Regions from separate parts of the Ovis aries genome. Here region 2 is linked to region 1. Evidence: chromatin contacts called from public Hi-C data. All regions are on one chromosome and are shown on one strand. Each heading gives the region's core, a stretch centred on a gene start, on an enhancer-like site or on the middle of the called end of the contact. The rest is flanking DNA. Distances are from core to core; before and after follow the strand shown.

Region 1 (3,121 bases), core at 272-2,771:
TCAACTTGTGCCATCCCGCCCCAAGGTGCCATCCCGCCCCAAGGCGTGCCGCTGCACTGCACGCATCCACACAGAGCACAGCTGGCCTCAGGCCACAATCTGCTGGCCCAGGCGGAAGGCCCTGCTACATACCCCTGCACACGGGACCACCACTACTCATCACAGGCTGTGTGTACTTTCTGATGAGCTGCGGGAGGGAGTAGAGGGTCCATCTTCTTTCTCTTTTCTCTTCCATGCCCCAAGGGACACAGAAGAATCCTTCTCTGATGTGGGATTAGTTGGCATGGGGGTCAACAGCCCAAAGAATGTTTTGCTTGGTCACTTAAAATAAATTGACCCAAATAAATCAACAAATAGATTTCATACTTAGGTGAAAAAAAGTAGAGCACCTTTATGGGAATAAAGCAGCAGACCAAAATAAACACTATCATTATTTTCAAAGTTCTCAAATAAATTGCAAGGCGAAGCTTATAAAGAAAACCCACTGATAGCTGCCAAAGTCCTGGGCCAAACATTGTTTTGTTTTGTAACACTCTGCCGGTGTCTCCTTCTGCCCCCTCCCAAATCCTGCACTGAGAAGGTTCCAGGGCAGCCTGCCATCAGTGGCTCCCGGGAAGGCGGGGGGTAAGGAATGGGGACGCATCATCTCCAAGTCTCCTCTGGGGTTATCCGCAGCATAGAGTTAACCAGCTTATTGCTATCTGCACTCAATCTCTAGGGCAGCCCTAAATATGGCACACCAGCAATTTCTAGGTTAATTAAATTCCGTTTCTGTCCAGGATTTCTGATGGTTTACAAACCCAAGGAGGATGCGGGTATGCGCACGACTCAGCTGGACAAGGCCGAGAGCAGGGGGCACTAGGTCTAGAGCAATGCCCAGCCTGCCCTCGCAGAGGGCCATGTATGCCAGAGACTGTCGTATTAACTTAATTTTCCAATATTAAAAATGTAAGCTGGTAAATCCAATTATTTAGATTACATCCCAATTCTAAACAAAGAGCCAGGCCTGGGTGGGAGGGGAGGCTGTGCGTTCATTCAAAAAAGACGCCATGCTATGTCTGGCAAATGCGGAGTGACCAGCATAGCCGGGCTCTTTGTGGCAGTGTGGGAGCTGGTCCTGAAGCCTTGCCAACTTGCTGAAAGGCCTATTCAAAACAAACAAAAAAAAATTCCCGTGTTTCTATCCCCAAAATAAGTACCCACTCTATTCTACCCCCAGACACACACACACGCACACACGCACACTACAGACCTGGCAGCCAGTCAAAGAAACAAGGGTGGGTGTGTCTGGCCAAGTGTGTATGTGTGGTGGAGACTGTGGGGGGTCGGGCAGGGGATATCCCCTTGCCCAGGGCAGGCTGCCCACCAAATTCAAATGCGAGTGCAGTTGTGGGCACACCACACAGGATGGCTGTAAACATCCTGTATAGTAAAGAGAAAATAAACACATCCTCAAGTGAACCCAGAGGCTAGCACAGACCAAGTCAGAGAAAACACAGAGACAAAAACCCCCGGCTCCATCCCCCTGTGCTCACATACCCAGCCCCACACTTACAATGGGGGCTTGTCTCACCAACTGGGGTGTGCTCTGTCTCAGCTACCAAAAGGGAGAAAGGGAGGTCAAGGGAGGTCGGTGGCTCCCAGAGGTTTGCTACCTGGAATGCCTGCTTTCTGGTACTTCTGGAGATCGTGTTATACTGGTTTCAGGGGCCCTACTTCACAGAGAAACAGATGAAATCGTTTGTTTACACTAAAAACCACAGGATGTTAAATATTTGCAGCACTTGTCTTAATTAAATTACACAAGCAGCTATTTAGAGTAAAAATTTGCTATGAACCTGATTTACCTAAAGAAACTTGTTTTTGGTTGAATCTCCTTCGAGATGAATCTTTAAAAGGTCTGCTTGGTCAGAGTGGTCCAAGAGAAAGAACCGTGGTATCAGAAAACCTGGGCTGCTTTGGTTCGGGTCAACTTGCGACCCTGGGCGAAATAAGCCTCTATTTCCTTGCTGGGGAAAGCGGGGCAGCGGAGGGGGAGGACAGACCTCGTAGGAAAAGGAGCCAACTAAGGGTCTTTCTAGCTCCAGTCTCCTCTGACCTCACCTCTAAAACGTGAATATAGTAATTCCTGTAATAAATTCTCTTGCATCTATGATTTCATACTCCTAGGTGACAAGTTCTGATCTTCTGCCTGTGCCAAGTGGGAAACACAAACCTACATTTCCAAAAATGCCTGTGCTGCTAAAGACTGTTAGCATCTACTTCCTAACTAGGTTGTCAGGCAAAACAGCAAACATGGTAACTTTCAGATCTTGAGATGTATATACTGGCTTGCACTTTAGAAAGGAATATAAAATTTTAAATATAGATGTTCACCCCACTCCCCACATGGGGAAAAAAGATAGCACAATGCCAAAAGTTGTTCCATAGTTCCCTTGAACTAGTAACAACAATACTATCTACACTCTGCTTTCCTAAGACCCAGTCCTCCCAATTAGGAGTAAATCACTCATTCAGGAAAACACATGAACTTCCTTCAGAACCCTGAGACACCCTCAGGAAGGCTAACCTAACTACTCATGAGTATATTCATCACCTCTACCCAAAGGCCAGACCAAGGAGAAGGCACGCACTGCAAACCCAAACCACTGCCACGTAGGCGGACACTCCAGATGCTCACAAACACTGCACCCTCTCAAAAAGCAGGCATCAGCGAGAAAAGTGAGCCTCCGTTCTCTTTAGTTCAGGCGGAAAGGGTCAGAAAAGGGAAAGGAGAATAACTAATTACAAGATACAGCGTCTTCCTAAGTAAAACATTACTTGGGCACATGAATCTCAGGCTGGGAGCCCACACAGATGGTATGAAAAGTAATATGCAGGCCCACATTTGAGCCCATTAATAAAATGATGCAATTACGGGTTTGGGGTTTTTTTTTAAGTCTGATGCGGCATCCTCAAATGTCAAAGAACCAAGGCTGCCTGGAAATCCTGACTGTCATGATCAAGAAAATATTTGACACTGACTTCTTTTGTGCTCTCGAAAGCAACCATGTCAAATTTGAGAGGGATCAACATTAATCAACAATTAAAGCGGCAACGAAGACCTTTTGTTCTGTCAGTC
Region 2 (3,121 bases), core at 410-2,909, 170 kb after region 1:
ACACAAAAAAAACCGACGCCCTTCACTCCCCCCCCTTTTTCCTCCAAAAACTACATCAGCGAAACGTGAAGGTCCTTAGTGTCTGAGCTGTAGTTACATCTTGGAAAAGAAAAGGGAAAGATAAATAAAAAATGTTGGAAGTCACGTTTGTGCTGCAGCAGCAGTGCGAGCAGAAGAGTCAACTCCAGCGGCGGCGGCGGCGGCGGCGGCGGCAGCACCACAGCGAGGGCTCGCCGAGTCTCTTTTTTCCAAGCCCCCTAACCAATGAGATAGAGGCTATCCAGCCCAACTTTAAATGGACTCTGCTTTTATACAAGTTAGGGCTCCTCGGATAATTCCCCGCCGGACGCCAGCCGAAAACTCCCACAGCTGGGCCACCAGGAGCCCGCCTACTCCGGTGCCGACCGCCCCTGGCCCAGCCCAGAGGACCCTCACGGCCCCGTCGACGAGATACCCGAGAGGCCTCGACAAACCCTTCTAGGGCCACCCCGCAGGCATCGCTCCCACGCCAAGCCTAAGACTGGAATTGAGAGAGGCTCCCTAGCTCAATGCATGGCACGCTCGGTCGCTCCACCTCACCCCCTTTCCCCAGCTTGCCGCTCACCCCTCGGCCGCCACAACGCTAGACCCCGCCACGCCTCGTGTCTACCTGCAGCCGGGCTGCTGGGTGCCAGTGCCCCAGGACTCCTGGCCCCGGGGAGAGCCGCCTATTCCCGGGGCACCTTAGAATGGTCCCCTTGATCTTCTGGAAGTTGTAGTCCCCCGACTACAAAATGGCTATGGCCATGAGCGCTGGGAACTACAATTCCCAGCCTGCCCCGCAAGCCTGTCACTCAACTCCCTTCCCCTCCTCCCCGCCCCCGCCCCCCTCGCCGGCCCTGCCAACAAACGCTTGGACGTGTCCCGCGTGTGACACTGAGCGAGGCTGGCTCGGGATTGGCCCGCAGAGCGTGTGGTCCGCGAGCGAGGAACTCCCCACGCCGGCCCGCCCCCGCCCCCCGACCACGGCCCCCCTCCCCCCGCGGCGGCCGGCCCCCTCCCCGCGCGCCCCGCCCCCACCCGCGGCGCGAACCGCCTGTGGAATCGAGGAATCGCGCGCGCGCCGCGCCGAGCGGCGGGGGAGGGACGCGCCGCGTCCCGGGGGAAGGCCTCGGAGCGTGGCGGCGCGGGGGGCGGTGTCGGCTAGGGGTTGGAGCCCGTCCTGAGGAAAACTGGGCCACGCACCAAGAGGAATCCTCGGTGCGAACTAGTTGATCGGCGGCGCCTGCTGCCTCGGCGGCACAGCCGGTGTCACCTCAGGACACCGCCTCGCGTCTCCACACGGAGCGTGCTGCGGTCGGGCTCGGGGGGAGCCCGAGGTCACCTCGCGGAAAGGCCACCTCCCGGCGCGGCACGCGGCCTGGCGGGCGAGAACGGCGTCGGGGGTGGGGGGACCCCAAAAGGGAAGCCCCGGCCGCCGCCTCCTACAAAAAAAAAAAATCACCGTCTTTTAAGAGATCGCGCTGGATCTTGGCTGGTCCCGGCGTCTCTTGCGTCTGGAGTGCCTGTTAGCGAGGCTACAACGTTGAGGGGAAACGAGTGGAATATGGAGTCCGAGCCACACAGACCCGCACACCGCGAGGAAGCGTCTGGAACGCCGATTGCCGGGAATACCACCCGCGGTAGCCACGCGAGAACCCGCGTTCTACCTGCCTCTGCCCCCTGTTGTGCTCATTTAATCGTTGATCTAAATGAAGGAGGCGGTCCCGGTGTATCTCTTCGGCCTTCGCTTTATTAGCTACTTCAAGTCTCTCTTAGCCGGTCTGCATTGTTAATTTCCTTATTCGCACCGTATGTGTAGAGCAGTGATGTTTTAAAGGATCTCCTCTCGGGCAGTTCTTTTAAGAAACGAGAAGTGAAATTAAGTACGCCTTCATACTCATTCCTATACATTCAATTCTCCTTCCCATCCCCTAGATTCTCCTTATGTCGGAAGTATCATAATCGTTAGGTTTTATCCGCAGCAGTGTTTGAAGTGTTTGAGGAGTGTCTAGAAAGGTCTCCGAAACTGGAGGTGAGAGACCTGTCACACCACCCAGGGCCCTTTCCTAAAAGGTACAGGATGGCCTGTCTGAGCTGGTCGATTTCATCAACAAATTAGTGATCATCACATCTTATGGAGTGGATTATGTAATAGTGTTAGCCCAGCTAAAAAACAGACACGTTATTAAAAGATTTCAGTAAATCAGATAAAGTTTTGCCTTTGCTGCACAGCATGGTATGCTGGATCTTAGTTCCCTGATCAGGGATGGAACCCGTGGCCCTGAAGTGGAATCACAGTCCTAACGGTTGGGCCACAGGGGAATTCTCAATAAAGCGCTATTTTAAAATGCTTTTTAATTATGACTTTACCTTTTTTTAAAAGATCTGCTTTCAAAATTGAAATAATGTGTCATATGTTGATTTCAGTCATAAAAATAAATGACCTTCTGTGCCTTCATATGGCACATATCCTGAAGGACCCAATAGAACAGATTACATTTTTCCATACTGGCCACCCAAGTGACTTTATACAAGTGACTTTTTACAATGAGGTGGTTTCAAGAGACTTTCTGATTATTATGACCTGTATACTGGCAGCCTCCACTTCACACTCAGGGTTTTAGCCAGCTCTCAGGAGGTTTAATGTCAGATCTGCCCTTCCCCAGGCAAAATTCTTAAGAACAAAGGTGGGTTTCTTCTAGGTTCTCTCAGCTAGCCTCTGAGGCTAGGCTTCTCCATCCCCAGGCGGAGAACTCCCCTGCTGAGCTACCAACTCCAGGTCACCACATAAAAACCATTCTAGTTGAGGCTGGAGGGCAAGCGAAAGGAAGGAATTTGCTCATTTCCAAAAGATTTGGATAACATTCATGTTGTTTTCCCTGAAAGGGAAAATAGACTGGTCTTTTTAGGGGTTGAAAGCTTTTCCTGTTGTGGAAGCAACTATCTCCTGATGAACTTCCTTTTACCTTTCCTGTCTTTTTACCCCTCTTTTTCGTCCTCTATCAGTGAATTATCACTCTTTCTCCTAATGATTTTAACCTCTTCCAGCACTTATCTTGACCTCTTCAAGTCGTGGTGTGAGGGATAGGAGGGTGGGGGA

What was found. A called contact is a pair of places that touch in the nucleus more often than the background predicts.
Region 2: a Hi-C map of hypothalamus shows a contact between it and region 1, with 3 times the contacts expected there. The contact joins the promoter of JARID2 here to the enhancer-like site in region 1. A contact is called at or near these places in 4 of 16 Hi-C or Micro-C datasets (hypothalamus, liver, muscle and 1 more).

Annotation. Positions count from the first base shown.
Region 1 is chr20:40,738,975-40,742,095 of ARS-UI_Ramb_v3.0, forward strand. The region is part of intron 4 of JARID2 (jumonji and AT-rich interaction domain containing 2); the gene reads right to left. Among named protein-coding and RNA genes, the nearest start is that of DTNBP1, 160 kb to the left of the region's middle. Within about 2 kb of position 1,522, at least 6 of the 54 cell types and tissues checked have an H3K27ac peak or open chromatin away from gene starts, as enhancers often do. A contact at or near this core is called in hypothalamus, where this site is marked.
Region 2 is chr20:40,905,936-40,909,056 of ARS-UI_Ramb_v3.0, forward strand. It overlaps JARID2 (jumonji and AT-rich interaction domain containing 2), which reads right to left and starts at 1,660. Exons shown (of 19, transcript XM_042236974.2): 1 at 1,484-1,660.